Regions from separate parts of the Mus musculus genome. Here all the other regions are linked to region 2. A link is a contact called in public HiChIP or PLAC-seq and promoter capture Hi-C data. All regions are on one chromosome and are shown on one strand. Each heading gives the region's core, a stretch centred on a gene start, on an enhancer-like site or on the middle of the called end of the contact. The rest is flanking DNA. Distances are from core to core; before and after follow the strand shown. Region 1 has its middle 160 kb from the start of Fbxl17. Region 2 has its middle 33 kb from the start of Mir6420. Region 3 has its middle 65 kb from the start of Fer. Region 4 holds the start of Fer (fer (fms/fps related) protein kinase). Region 5 has its middle 180 kb from the start of Fbxl17.

What was found. Promoter capture Hi-C pulls out the DNA fragments that hold promoters and counts their contacts. HiChIP or PLAC-seq counts read pairs in DNA pulled down with a chosen protein or histone mark.
Region 1: a CTCF HiChIP or PLAC-seq map of the NIH/3T3 cell line shows a contact between it and region 2, with 7 read pairs. The contact joins two enhancer-like sites. A contact is called at or near these places in 1 of 15 datasets of contacts at CTCF or cohesin (the NIH/3T3 cell line) and 1 of 115 datasets of contacts at active chromatin or transcription factors (the NIH/3T3 cell line).
Region 3: a FOXA1 HiChIP or PLAC-seq map of pancreatic cancer cells shows a contact between it and region 2. The contact joins two enhancer-like sites. A contact is called at or near these places in 1 of 484 Hi-C or Micro-C datasets (the HL-1 cell line), 2 of 115 datasets of contacts at active chromatin or transcription factors (the NIH/3T3 cell line and pancreatic cancer cells) and 1 of 9 other capture datasets (embryonic stem cells).
Region 4: a promoter capture Hi-C map of cranial neural crest shows a contact between it and region 2. The contact joins the promoter of Fer here to the enhancer-like site in region 2. A contact is called at or near these places in 3 of 39 promoter capture datasets (the C10 cell line, cranial neural crest and hippocampal neurons) and 2 of 115 datasets of contacts at active chromatin or transcription factors (astrocytes and bone marrow-derived macrophages).
Region 5: an H3K27ac HiChIP or PLAC-seq map of embryonic fibroblasts shows a contact between it and region 2, with 6 times the contacts expected there. The contact joins two enhancer-like sites. A contact is called at or near these places in 1 of 15 datasets of contacts at CTCF or cohesin (the NIH/3T3 cell line) and 2 of 115 datasets of contacts at active chromatin or transcription factors (the NIH/3T3 cell line and embryonic fibroblasts).

What each region holds. Positions count from the first base shown.
Region 1 is chr17:63,659,600-63,662,299 of GRCm38.p6, forward strand. No RefSeq gene overlaps it. Among named protein-coding and RNA genes, the nearest start is that of Fbxl17, 160 kb to the left of the region's middle. Within about 2 kb of position 1,387, at least 75 of the 459 cell types and tissues checked have an H3K27ac peak or open chromatin away from gene starts, as enhancers often do. A contact at or near this core is called in the NIH/3T3 cell line, where this site is marked.
Region 2 is chr17:64,406,514-64,409,213 of GRCm38.p6, forward strand. No RefSeq gene overlaps it. Among named protein-coding and RNA genes, the nearest start is that of Mir6420, 33 kb to the right of the region's middle. Within about 2 kb of position 1,253, at least 63 of the 459 cell types and tissues checked have an H3K27ac peak or open chromatin away from gene starts, as enhancers often do. A contact at or near this core is called in the HL-1 cell line, the NIH/3T3 cell line, embryonic fibroblasts and 1 more, where this site is marked.
Region 3 is chr17:63,797,884-63,800,583 of GRCm38.p6, forward strand. No RefSeq gene overlaps it. Among named protein-coding and RNA genes, the nearest start is that of Fer, 65 kb to the right of the region's middle. Within about 2 kb of position 1,323, at least 50 of the 459 cell types and tissues checked have an H3K27ac peak or open chromatin away from gene starts, as enhancers often do. A contact at or near this core is called in the HL-1 cell line, the NIH/3T3 cell line and pancreatic cancer cells, where this site is marked.
Region 4 is chr17:63,862,590-63,865,289 of GRCm38.p6, forward strand. Fer (fer (fms/fps related) protein kinase) reads left to right here and starts at 1,392. Exons shown (of 19, transcript NM_001037997.3): 1 at 1,392-1,466.
Region 5 is chr17:63,677,036-63,679,735 of GRCm38.p6, forward strand. No RefSeq gene overlaps it. Among named protein-coding and RNA genes, the nearest start is that of Fbxl17, 180 kb to the left of the region's middle. Within about 2 kb of position 1,401, at least 51 of the 459 cell types and tissues checked have an H3K27ac peak or open chromatin away from gene starts, as enhancers often do. A contact at or near this core is called in the NIH/3T3 cell line and embryonic fibroblasts, where this site is marked.

The sequences.
Region 1 (2,700 bases), core at 137-2,636, 750 kb before region 2:
ACCTCAATATTTTGGAAGAAGCTTCAGGGTGGGTGGAAAGCTGGCAAGGATCCTGGGATGGAGGGTCCTTGGTTGTCCCCACCCTGATTGTGGTGGTTTGACTAAAAATGGCCCCCAATAGGCTCATATTCTTGAATGCTTAGTCATCTAGGAGAGAGACTCCTTGAGAAGGATTGGGAGGTGTGTCCTTGTTGGAGGAGGTGTGTCACTGGGGGGTGAGTTTTGGGGTTTCAAAAGCACAAGTTCAGGCCCAGTGTCATTCTCTTCCTGCTACCTGCATATCTGGAAGTAAAACTCTCAGCTCCTTATTCAGTGCCATGTCAGCCTGCATGCCACCATGGACTGAACCTCTGAAACTATAAGCATGTCCTGATTAAATGTTTTCTCTTACGATGGTTGCTGTGGTCATGGCATCTCTTCACGGCAACTGAACAGTGGTTGAAACAGAAGTCTGATCTTCCCTTACTTGCTTATTTCTGCAAAATAAGGTGTGTCCTCTTTCTTCGTTAGACCCTCACACACTTGTGTTCTGTTTTGTGTTGCTCTCAGTGCTATTCCCTAATATTTCCATAGTATTCTGCCCAGCTACATATTCTGCTGCATACTTTACATCATTGTGTCTAACTTTCACAAATGTAGAGTAAACATTCTGTTCCCATTCTACCAGTAAGAGGGGTTAGGCAACTTGCCAAGGCCACATAACAGGTTGAAGGTGATGTCAGGATACAAACCAAGGCTCTCAAAACCCAACACCATCTAGCCATGTCTGTGGGTTCTGAAAATCGCAGAGAAAACATGATTTGTCATCAGTAGGAGAAGGAAGTGTGCATGTTGGAAATATACTCCTCATCTGTCAGATATTTACACGAGACAATGCACTGTGTTAATAGCTGGGTTCTATGTGTTTTCTCTGCCTTTTCTTTCTTCTTCTTTTCTTTTTTTTTTTGGTTTTCTGAGACAGGGTTTCTCTGTGTAGCCCTGGCTGTCCTGGAACTCACTCTGTAGACCAGGCTGTCCTCAAACTCAGAAATCCGCCTGCCTCTGCCTCCCAAGTGCTGTGTGCCACCACTACCCAGCCCACTGACCTTTTAGTTTTGACACTTCTTTTTGTACCTCTCCTCTGTCTAGTAACAAAACAATGGGATTGCTCAAGTACCATTCCTACACCTCCCTCTGAGGCACTGTTGTTGACCATGTCTCAGGAACTTACATCTTCCAAACCTTTCTTCCAAGACTCATAAGTCCAGCTGACTACATCCCATGGTCTTGCTTTTCCCAGGGACTTTTCATATCAAACGTCCTTGGAGCCAAGCTAGTTGGACTACTCACTATTCGTTCGCCTACACTTGGAAGCCCCAGTTCTCTCCAGTGTTCTACATGTTGCAGATGTTGCCTCTTCCTGTTATACAAGCTGGAAATCTGGGAGCAATCTTCCTAATGTCCTCGTCTAGTTCATGACAAATACTATTAGTCTTTTCTGGGCGACTGACCAAGTTTTGTAACTGATCCACCCACCCACATCCATTCCGCATCCGTTACCATTTCTCTTTCCTTTTGCAGCCTAAGTAAATGTTTTTGAAAAGTATAGCTGACTACATCAGCATAATTCCTTCCTTCTTTTCTTAGCCTCAGCTTACACCAAAAATACCCTTACAGTTGTATCAGCCAGAATTACATCAAGAACTTGGCGGGGCTGCTGGAGAAAGGGTTCAGTTGTTAAGAGAACAAACTGTTCTTCCAGAGGACCCGAGTTTAGTTCGTAGTACCCACGTTGGGCAGCTCACAAGTACCAGTAACTCCTTCTCCAGGGTATATGACATCCTCATCTGGCCGCCCTTGGTACTGCAGTCATATGCGCACACTCTTGCCTTGCCCCCTACACACGCAAAGTGTGATGAAAAATAATACGTTTAAACCCTAATTAGAGAAATAGAATTATCAAGTAGAATAACTAGAGGACTTAGTATTAATGTTAATTCTGTTAATAGTGTTAATGAGATACTAGGATCGCCCAATGACTAGATGTATGTGGGCAGGAGATGGCAGCTGTATGCAGATGTTAACCCACAGAGCTGTGGCCAAGATGACCTTTCAGGGAAGGGGCTTGGGAAACACATACTGAGGCCCATTCAACTCACAGGCAGTCTGCTGCTCACTCCATCCTCCACTGGCTTACTCCTCATGGCCGGCTCCGTCTGCTTTCTAACAGCACCCAGGATGACCAGTCCGGAAGTGGCCCCACCCCCAGAGGGCTGGTCCCTCCCACATGACTCCTTAGTTAAGAAGAATTTCTCCAGGCTTGTCCACAGCCTGGCTTTATGGAGGGAATTTCTCAACTGAGGTTCTCTCCTTTTGGATAATTTTAGTTATGTCAGGTTGATATAAAACTAGCCAACACGCAGGGTTCTAGTTGCGTGTACCAGTACAGTAAAACACTACTTTACTACAATCAGACCTCCTCATGTCTGTACTAGTTAACCAATTCCGAATTATCCCTTCTTCCTAAGCCTGACCTAACCAATTCAGGGCTGATTCCGCAGCCCCACCCCTTCATTTCTTCAGCATCTTGCTGCTTCCCTGCAAGCAAGCTGCCTTTCCTGTCTGTGTTCTAATGAGGGGAAAACATCCTAGCTGTTTCTCTTTTTTGAAACAATTAAGCATATGCTGTCATTCTCTATTTTAAAACCACAAAAAAATAAT
Region 2 (2,700 bases), core at 3-2,502:
ATATTATATTTTATTTTATTTTAAAGTGTGTATGTCTTCAGGTGTCCATAGATTCTAGAGGCTTTAGACCCTCCGGAAACTGGAGGTACAGGGGGTTTTGAACCACCCAAGTGATGCTGGCAACTGAACTCAGGTTCTCTGGAAGAGCAGAACAGATCCTGATCTTAATCTCTGAGCCATCTCTCCAGCCCCAACATTGATTATTATTTCTCATTAATTATTATTTTTACAGGTATGATGATCCTTTTTAAATACCATTTCATTAAAAAAAAAAAAAAAAAAAAAACAACCTTCATTTACTCTGTTTTACTTCCATAGGCCAAGCATGTGCCCTGGCAGTCGTTTCTTTTTGTTTCCTGTTTCTGGGCCCTCCCTTCATCCCTGTTCCCCAAGTGACTCTTCCCTTCCTTCTGCATGTACCATGCACCAACCATATGGAGTCTCACAAATAAATCCTCTGAATTAAGAGAAACTTTGTCAGGGATTCTTTAGTTGCACCCTAGGGACGATGACTGGGATTTTACGGCTTGGGTTTCCCTTTAAGAGCATTGCTATAAAAGAAAATGGTCCTGAATCATAACTTGTGCTTCTCCTCAGCTTACAGAACTCCTTCGGCAGAACGATCTCTACAGGAAGAATCTCAAATAGGCACCTAATAAAAGAAATTCAGCTCACATTAAAATACTAGAATACCAGATGGTGGAGTTTAAGCATTATTCAACTACTGTTTATCCTACCCAGAGCTCATTTTAAATTCAACATTTTTTGAGAATTATTCATGGAGCCACAGTTGTATTTCATGCAGATAACAAGCTGAGTATGGAGTGAATCACCAGAATGCACCCATCAATTCCATACTTCCTTGGTTATTGTTAATTCAGATTGCAACTATTAGTTAAAGTTGAGAGGCTTTTTGAAGCAAATCAACATCAAACAGTCGTGGGCAATAATTGGTTCAGCAATCTGTGGGGAGGGCAAATCATTAAACTTTACAGGGTGGAAGAATTCGCCAAAGGACGCAAGGCTCCATCTGCCAGAGCCCGAGCACACAACTGTTTGCTGAGTGTGTCTCTTCCTCTGTAGGAGCCTGCCCACTGAGTAGGCAGTGTTTCTTGCTTTCCTCTAATGTCTGTGGGGTAACTTTTAACCGGACGTAAAAGACAAGCTCATCTCCCACACTTCTCCATGTGAATCGCTGGGAAATCAAACACAAAAGGCGTCTCTGAGCACATCACAAGCTCCAGTGATAAGTCATGATCTCAGCATCACGGCACTTGTAGACTGCCAAGCTCCTCAGCCCGACGCCTGCCTCTGCCACACAGCTGTATTTTATTCACATCATTCTAGAGAAAAAGAAGCTCCCCTGCTTCAAGTTACTAAGGGAAATATTAGGAGACCTTTTAAAAGAACAACACCCGTGCTGTTGCTAACAGCCAGTGCTTTGACAGCTGGAAGCATTTTTCACTCCACGTTTAAAATTAATCTGAATGAAAAAGGTTGAATTCAGCGTGACACATCTTCAGTGCCTATAAAAGCTTTTATATGGAGGAAGAGAGGGCTTAAAAAAAATCTCCTTCTGATTTTGTTCTTGAACCTTCCAAATTTCGACAGCAATGGAAGTTAGAGGCTTGCTGCCACCCCGCAGCTCAGTGTGGCTGTCTACTGCTGGCACTTACTGGGTGTCAGAATGCTGTGCTGGGAAACTCACTTCCATTTATCTTTAGCACCTGCATCGACCCTGCAGAGACTCCCTAGCTCACCCATAGGGCAACACCTCAGAAAAGTTAGCAGTGCAGGCCAGAATCACAACATGGCACCACCTCACATCAGGAGTGTATTATGTTCTTCCTACTGCAACATTGGTTGCTCCCTTGGGCATAGTAGATGTGAGACCGTGTGAGGAAGTTTATAGTCACACTTTAAACTGATATTCCAGAGATGAAACCATAATATATTTTTTTCAAGACACCCAATACAAAGCATCGTCTTAGGATACATCTTGATGCCCAAACCCGCTCTCTTCCAGTTTGTGAGCTCAGCCGCAACACCAGCAGTCAGTGGTCCTCAACCTCCCTGAGGTTGTGAGCCTTTGATACAGTTCCTCGTGTTGTGGTGGCCCGCCCCCATCATAAACTCATTTTGTTGCTATTTCATAACTGCAATTTTCCCATTGTTATGAATCATGATATAAATATCTGATATGTAGGCTATCTGATATGCAACCCCTGGGGGTGGGGGTGGGGGTGGGTGGGGGAGGTTGGGACTCACAGGTTGAGAATAGCTGCCTGACAGAAATCTGTTTCCTGTAGTAAATGAAATGAGTTGATAAATCCTAAAACATTCCCATGGGAAGGCAAATGCCGATGGCTTCAATGAAAGTCTTCTAACATCCAAGGGATCCTTTCCGTGTCTTGCACTCCTCATCTGTACGGGAAATGATTACAGAATCTCATCATGGGAGGGGATGGTTCTTCATGGATGAGCCTGGCCTTTCTGTGTGCCAGGAGAGCAGAGGCCCCGATCGCCTCTATCCTACATGGTAAATAGCCTTGGAGGTTTTACAAGACACAGCTTTCCTGAATGTGAGCGAGTCTTTCCCCTGTAACGTAGCCTACTATTCTTATCCATCACTCCTTGGACTCACTGTGGTAAGTGAGGCTTGGAGATGTGCTTCAAGGAACTGTTTGCGCTCTGGTTACT
Region 3 (2,700 bases), core at 73-2,572, 610 kb before region 2:
ACCTGTCCAGCTGGAAGGGTGAATAAACTGGCTTCCCCTTTCTCTCTCTCCTCATCTAACTCTCCTCTATGAAACTTTCTCTCTGCCCATGAAGTCGAGAAGGCGCCAAGAATTTTGAGAAACATGTTCAAGTATCCTTGGCTTTTCTTTTGCTCCCCAAACAGAAATCAAATCCATGTCCACTTCTATAACTAATGGTCTTTGTTGGAAAAGGAATTGTGTATAATTATATATATTTAATAATAATAAATTTCATATAAGGCATCATAACTAACTTCATAATAAAAAATATGGGTTCAATTAGGTTTTGTTTTTCTTCTTCTTTTATCCAGTTCAGAACTCCAGCCCAGGGGGAAGGTGCTGCCCACAGCCAGAGTGGGCCTCCCTCCTCAGTTAAACCTTTTTGGAAGAACCATCTCAGACATGACCAGAAGTGGTCTTCTAGGTGATCTTAAACCTAGTCAAGCTGACAGTAGTGACCTTCACAGCCACTCCCACCACCTACAAACCCATACATAACAGGGGTGTGTGCGCATGTCCACACACACACACACACAACACACACACATCTGCTTAATTTGAAAAGAAGTCAGAGAATCTGATTCCTCTTAGCCTTTGGTGTTTTACTAAATTCTTCTAAAACTAGATGTGATGGCTCCTGTCCAGCGCCTTGGGAAGCGAAAACAGAAGAACCTGAAGTTTCATGCCTGTACATGAGAGGGCGGGGGAGAGGAGGAGGGAAGGCAGAGAGCTCTTTTAAGGTTTAGAATGGGATAGAGGATACTGCAGAAATGCTAACACCTTATATGAATATCATTCCATACTCACTTTTAAGAATGTGCTCTCATTTAAGATCCAATACGCACTCTTAGAAATATTTAAGAAGGAAGGCCGTGTTTTATTTACATGGGATTATCTTTGAGTTCACCAGTTGCGACTGCATAGACTTTTTAGAAAATTATATAAAGTGTTTGAGGTAATTCCATCCCTTTTACTCTCTTAACAAAGAAACTCTAGGGATATTTCATGTATGTTTTTTAAAAAGTTATTAAGTAGATATATCAAGAGATTCCATGTGGAATATAAACTCATCACCTGCTCTTATTACATCAGTCTGTGGGCTTTGCTTCTATTTTTCTAAATCCCATATTAACTGCTATATATCATAAGCATTAGCTCAATCAAGAAGATTTTTTCTTAAAGGAAGCAGAGAAAATTGCCATGGCTGAAACCAAATGACTCCAACAGGAATGTTAGGAAGGCGTGCCAAGGAGATCACTCACTATGATTCACTCGCCCTTGTGGGAGATCATCATAGTGAGGAGATCACTCACTATGATTCACTCACCCGTTATCTGATAAAGATAATTTGAGTCAAGGGTGGAGTTCAGAGTGAAAGCAACCAAGAATTTATACTCAATTTTGCTGCTGCTGCTGCTATGGCCCCATGCACATTCCGGTGAGCTTATTGTATGGACATACACCCCTATGCTCAAGGCCACCAATCATAGCAGATCCCCCACAGTGTCATCTTTGACAGCTGGCCCCGTGCACATATGAGACCCAACTATTAACCACACAACACCACACACCATCACACACAAATCTCAGAAGCAGGTTCTAGACTGGTGTTCGACTTTGTTTCTTTATATGTTAACTAGAAGAACAGTGGAGAGATTCATCTGGCACAGAATTTTATTATTACAGTCACTATCCTGATGGGTTTCCTATTGAAGCCAAAAAGAAATAGTTCACTAAAGTACTTGCAATGATAAGCACTATCTGGAGAAAAAAATTATTAAAATAATATTAAAATCTAAAATGAATTCTATCTTGTGGATTTGGGGGAGTTGCTAATTTTTTTCAATAACACAATGGAAATGTCAGGAAGAATTTGCTCTCTAAGCTGATTCTGAATCACGGCCAGTCTGACCAGCTCATGACTGAGTGACACTCAGTTAAATGGGTCTGTGGCCCCACTTACTCCATAAGTGGGTAGGTCGGCACTTAGGATACCTCCTGTTAAAGCAATGGGGCTGAAGACACGCAGCAATGCTTAATGCTTACTGTTCTTCCAGAGGATGTAAGTTGGGTTCTGAGCACCCATGTCAGGCAACTCAAAACCACTTCTAGCTCCAGTTCCAGGAGATCTGAAACCTCTTCTGGCCTGTTCAGGTATTTGTATACACACACACACACACATAAAAATAGGAATAAATCAAAGAAAAACAAAAACCATACTAGTTGAATATGCTGGTGCATACCTATAATCCTAGAATTTGGGAAGCTAAGGCAGAAAAATCAAGAGATGTAGCCAGTCAACACTATCTCAAAGCAAAACAAGAAAAATGCATTGCCGTGGGACAGGCCAGACCCAGCACATAGTAGGAGCTTTAGACACCTAACCTCAAACTAAGCACATGCCACCGAGCATTGTCTCCATCGCTGGCTACCTAGATCGGAAAGTCCAAGTGAACAGCTGACGTGGTGTCATTTCCCAGGGCACACTTTGACACATCTCTTTTCAACCCTCGGAGTCCCTAAACACTCCCCGAGTCATACTTCCAGAAAGTCAAAACTGAGTTTTTACCCAGGCTAGGACCAGGACCTCTGGTGGTCTAGCCAGGGCAGGGAGAGTGTTATTTCTCCAGGGGTTCGAACACATAGCACTACAAAGACTGGGCAGAGGGAGAGAGAACC
Region 4 (2,700 bases), core at 142-2,641, 540 kb before region 2:
TTCTGCTATCTGTGAACTTAGAAAAACACCGACTCCCAGGTTTGTTAGTGGCTTCCCATAGCCTGGCTGAGGTTCATCTAAGGTTTCAAGTGCTCTAACAACGATTCACAACTCTTGTGCATTCCACGTTCTTGAAAAAGATATTCCTGGACCATAAATCTGACAAGAGAACTTTATAATTGTTTTCTGAGAAAAAGGGGGAGAGACTCTCATCCATTTTCAACTGTAAGATATCTGTGTCCTTAAAGTATGTTTTGGTTTCTTGGTCTTTGAAACTGACTTAAGTGAATAACCATTTAGAATTTTAAAAAGTATTAATTCTTCTTTGGCTCTAATCTAACTCAAAGGTTTAAGGGTGGGAGGGGAAATGGAGCTGTCAGACTTGTTGCAGGCGACGAATGTGAATGTGGCTGAGCTCACGTACAAGAGGACACTGCCTTAAAAAGCGTGCTACAGCAATCCCGAGAGTGACGCTCCATGAACACCTATCACAGAGCTCCAGATCACCTACTAAGATCTGTTCAGGTCCACCTTACTCCTGTTTTGTACCAAATTGGCAAAGGAGCGCTTCGGAAAACAGCCCTCACTGGAAGAACACATCAGTTTAGGCCCTCGCTTTCTAGACTTTCCTAGAGGTAAGTACTTTCGAGGGGACCGCTCCCAGGACTCGCGGCTCTCTTTGCAGAGCATCCTCATGTTTCCAGAGAATGTCAGCTCGTTAGCGTCTGACACTGCAGGCACAGGAGCGGGAAAGGCAGTTCTGAGCACACCGCAGAAACGCAAAGCCGATTTAAAGGAATCCACGTTACAGCACACGCAAGCAGAGCGCGGGAAGGTAGAGTTCGCTGCACAGCCAGCTCGGGGTGGGAAGGAGAGCCGGCCCTCGCCGGTCCCCCGCGGGCGCTCCACGTTTCGTCACACCTCCTTTCCGGCAGGGCCGCGGGGCTGACCCTTCCGGGCGGCCTCAGCTTATCACCCGGACAGGCTACTTCCCGGCTTTGGCCCCGCGAGTCTCCGGAGTTTCCTGTCAGGCTCCCTCGGTCTCCGCGCCCATCCCACCGCTCAGGCCGACGGCTGGGCTCGGAGAAGCGGGATCTTCTACGCGAGAGACCGCAAGAACAAGCTTCGACGGGAAACAGCACGCAGGGCGGTGGCCACGGCCCACGCCTCCTCACGCCCGCAACTCCAGCCTCCGCCCACTCGCTGAGCTCCGCCCCTCGCGGGTCCGAGCCAATGGGCCGCGCCCGCCTCCTGGGAGGTTGTAGAAGAGGGGGTTGGGGCCGGTGGCAGCGCCCGCCCCTTGCTCCTTCTCATTGGCTAAACTCTCGGGGTGCCCGGAGACCGGAGTGTAGCGGGATTGGCTGTCGAGCCTCGCAACGGTGGCGCCTATTGGCTGGAGCAGTCCCCGTGACGCCGGGTGGCGACTGGCTCCCGGGTCTGAGGGGCTTCTGCTTGTCAGGTTCTAGGTAGGTGCGTTTCACGCCGCCGTCCGTAGGCACCGTTGCCCGGGGCAACGCCCCGGGAGGTGGGAAGGAGGCCGGAAGGCGAGCGCAGCGCGGGGGTAACCGTTCCCGCCTGCAGGGGGGCGCCGGGCTTTTGGCCCAGCGGACGCGGGCTGTGCGGAGGCGCTTCCTCTGCCCTCAGCCAGCTCGGTCCCCTGCCGGGGCTGCGGGGTCACACTCGCCTCATCCTACCCGCGCGACGGAACGTTCCGGGTTGGGCTTGGGTCCGGGCTGCTCACCCGGCCCGCCAGGCCCGCCCCTCCTACCCGCCCGGGACCCGGAGGCTGAGGGGGCGGTGCCGGCCGTGGCGGGCGCTTGGCCCCGCCCCGTCGCGGGTCGCGGGTGTGCGGGGCGTGGGGCGGGGTTGGGAGCTGCTGCGGTGGGGAGCCCGCACCCTTTCCCTTCTTGCGCTCCTCCGACGCTCGCCCACGGTGCCCACACCCCTTCTGGTCTCCTCACCCGTCGCCGCCCTCTCCTGTGGCACCCAGCCCCGAGAGTTCCCGCAGCCCCTTTCATCAGGACCCTCTGACCCTGTGTCGCCTCGCTTCAGCTTCACGTCCCACTGCCCCTTTGGTTCAGGGCAGCCTTTCAGAAGTCCGGCCCAGGGAGACTTCTGGAGGCATCTGGACTTGTCAGGGGTGATTTTTTCCCTAAGGGCTTTTTAGGGGTCTGAGGTATTTGGAGGCACCTTTGTGTCTTCCTTGGACTCCTCTTAAGATCAGCCCTCCGAAAGGAGTTCATGAGATTAGTTTTGGTAAGAGCTAGGGCTCCTTTGAACAATTAAGTTTCCATGAGGTGGTCGCTTGGAACTCTGTGCATTTGTGATTTTTGTTGGGCATGCCATTGCAATTTCAGTTTGTTCGGGCAGCCTTTCATTTTCAATATCTTATGACGTAAGAGCAATGAGGCTTTTGATACTTTTACTTCGGAAGAAGCTGTATATATTCACAATGGTCTCACGGTCACCCTAACATATGCTACTCCAACATGTACAGGAGTTTTCAGGCATTTTTCAGAAAGAACCTTCTCAACCTGAAGTCACCGTATATAAACGTCTGATGTCAGAGAATCTAAAGATAAGGCCCACAGTATTTTAGTGGTTAACATCTAAAAAATACTTTGCAGTCCATCTGTGAAATAAGAACAGGTTTAAAGGAAAAGTATTGCAAAATACATGGTGTGGTTTAGGGACTATTTA
Region 5 (2,700 bases), core at 151-2,650, 730 kb before region 2:
GCCCCTGATTTACAGTCTCTGAGGGCCGCTCCAGCTTGCTTTCATCATGGTTGCCCCAAATCACAGCTTCAAAAGCTGGTCAAAGAAGCGTCTAGAGAATCGTCTTCTGGGTAGACTGTTACAACTCTTCAGATCCTACTCTGCTTTGCTGTGGAGTGGAAGTGGAGCGCAGGCACCAGAATAAAAGCTACTTTGGGGCCTGCAAGGTGGCTCCGTGGGTAAAAGCACTCACTGCCAAGGCAGCTGGCCAGAGTTCAATTCCCAGGATCCACGCTATGGAAGGAGAAAAGTGGACTGCCATAAACTGTCCTCTGAACTCCCACACACTCGCCCGCATCCAACACATGCACACAAATAATAAACAAACAAATAAATAAACAAATAAATAAATAAACTTAATGTTAAATTAAAAAAAAAACCATTACCATTGTTAGGAGTTGATTGACACCTTGAAAATTCAACAATGGAGAGTAATCAATGCTTTGCTTCTGATACTTAAATCCTGCTCCAAGCACTGCCTAGATTGTCTCACTAGACTCAGATCTGTGTACCCGTCTCATGTGTTCTAGCGCAACACTTGACTAGAGTATTGTCCAACCAAACAGTTGGCCTCAGTGTACTCCAGAAATATTTCCTGGGAAGTTTCATTCACTTTATTTTGTTCAGATCAAGGCCAAGCACGCTAACCCCTCTTAAACACTGGTGACTTGTCCTGCTGTGATTTTATGTCCCACCTTGATCATGCCATTTGGGGTCCCTCCCCTTCTCACAGGGATCTCTTAAGAGGACTTGGTGGACAGCACAAAAGATGACATTTACTCATTATAAATGTACATTGTAGTTCTTACTGCAGTCAAGTGCCTGTGACAATAATGCCTTAAACTGATTCATGATACATGCCACTAACATGTTCTTCATATTTGTATTACGTATGAAAACATCAAACACTATCTGGGAGATTTTGTTTCTATTCCCTCTTTTTTATTTTTATTTTTCAGTTGTCTGGTGAAGCATGTTCCCCATCCTGCTGTGATATTCTCCCCTGTCCACCCAAGATCCTCTGTTTATTTGTCCTCTCAATCCTTAGGAATTTGGAGACAGGAAGCTTGCTACAGGAGATAGAAGCCACGGGGTATCTACAGTGGTTATTTTTCTTCTTATGAGTGGAATGAAGTTGGGTCTTATCTCTCTGAAGGAACTCATAAATCTCTGGATACAATGAGCTCTAGTCTGGGAAATAAACCAAAAATTTTAATTTGGACTTTTTAAATGCTGCACTTCAGTGGTCCAAAGAAAATAACGAGTCACATATTTTCAAATACTGTAATGTGATTTATATACACCATTGTAATCTGGACACAGACTCAAGACACATGCAATCCCTCTGCTCCCTGGAGGCCCTTAGTGATGACATCACTTGCTAAAAAGTTGACAGGGAGAATCTCGAAGAATGTAGTGGAAAACCCCCAGCTGCATCTGCAATTGGTTATGAAACTCACAAAGATCAGATGTTTGTTATACTAGGAAAGATGACTACATCTTTGTGGGATTTGAGAGACTCTCTTGCTGTTACCACAAAAGATGTTAGGTCCTGCTCTGTCTACTTAAAGGCCCAGACTTTGAAATTTAGTAACAAGGGTCTAAGCTTGGGGACTTACCACTACCTTTCTGGCAAGAGTAGGGGCTAAAGTATATAGTGATAAAGGGGAAAATCCTACCCCTTGCCGCTAACCAACTCCCTTCACTCTCACAGTGAAGAGATTAGTGAAACTGAAGAAGATCTGTTCAAAGCAGATTTCGGCAGGCAGGCCATCTATGGAGACCATACAGCATAGAGAGAAGATCCCTATGTGCTGTTGTTCCCTGTGTTGGGTCTAGAGCCTTGACCACTATGTGCATTGAGAACCTGGGAAAGTTTCAAGAGGTGCCAGGGGTGCCAGAGAGAATGGCCTCGTCCCTCACTGGATGTTTTGTTCTGGAGAGCTGGCTCCATCTCTCATTGCTGGCGGCTCTCGGGAGAATGGGCCCTGAGCCTCGCCAGTCAGCACAGTAGAGCTGGCCCTGGTGGAGGGATTGCAGGTGAACCAGCCCCAAGGGTGAGGGCACTTGTCTGCGGTGAGATGGCATGGGTGCGTTGTGATGCTCTTTCCCCTCCCCCTCACCGTGACCTGTAGTAACTGGGAGGGCTGGCCCCGGGGTCACTAGAGAGGACGTCTATCCAGCGCTGCCCCATCACTGGCTGTGGGACTTGGGAGAGTGGGCCCTGCACAGATGACGGACAGGCCCAGCTGGATTAACCCTTGTACTTTGAGAAGGTTGAATGTTAGGCGTCCACCTGAAGATAAGGGCAGATTTTTGAGCAGGAGAAATGAGCTCTCCCTAATGGAACTGTTCAAGGTTACCTTAACAGTCCCCTTCTGAAAAGATAACTCTAGTACCATCTATGAAGTAGACTGAACTTGGGGAATAGATATATTTCTACTTGAAAATCCAGGGATTGATTCCTGAAGCTGTTCACCAGAAGGGACTAGTATGAAATTGGAGTTTCCATCAAACCTTCATGTATAGTCCCCAGGTAAGTATGCTAACTTTGAAGGATTTAAAAATATTTAAAAAGAACCAATCCCTCCACTCCCCAGACTAGTGCTTTTCTTGCCAACTGAGGCTATAGGTACAGAGAACCTATTATTTACTTTATGG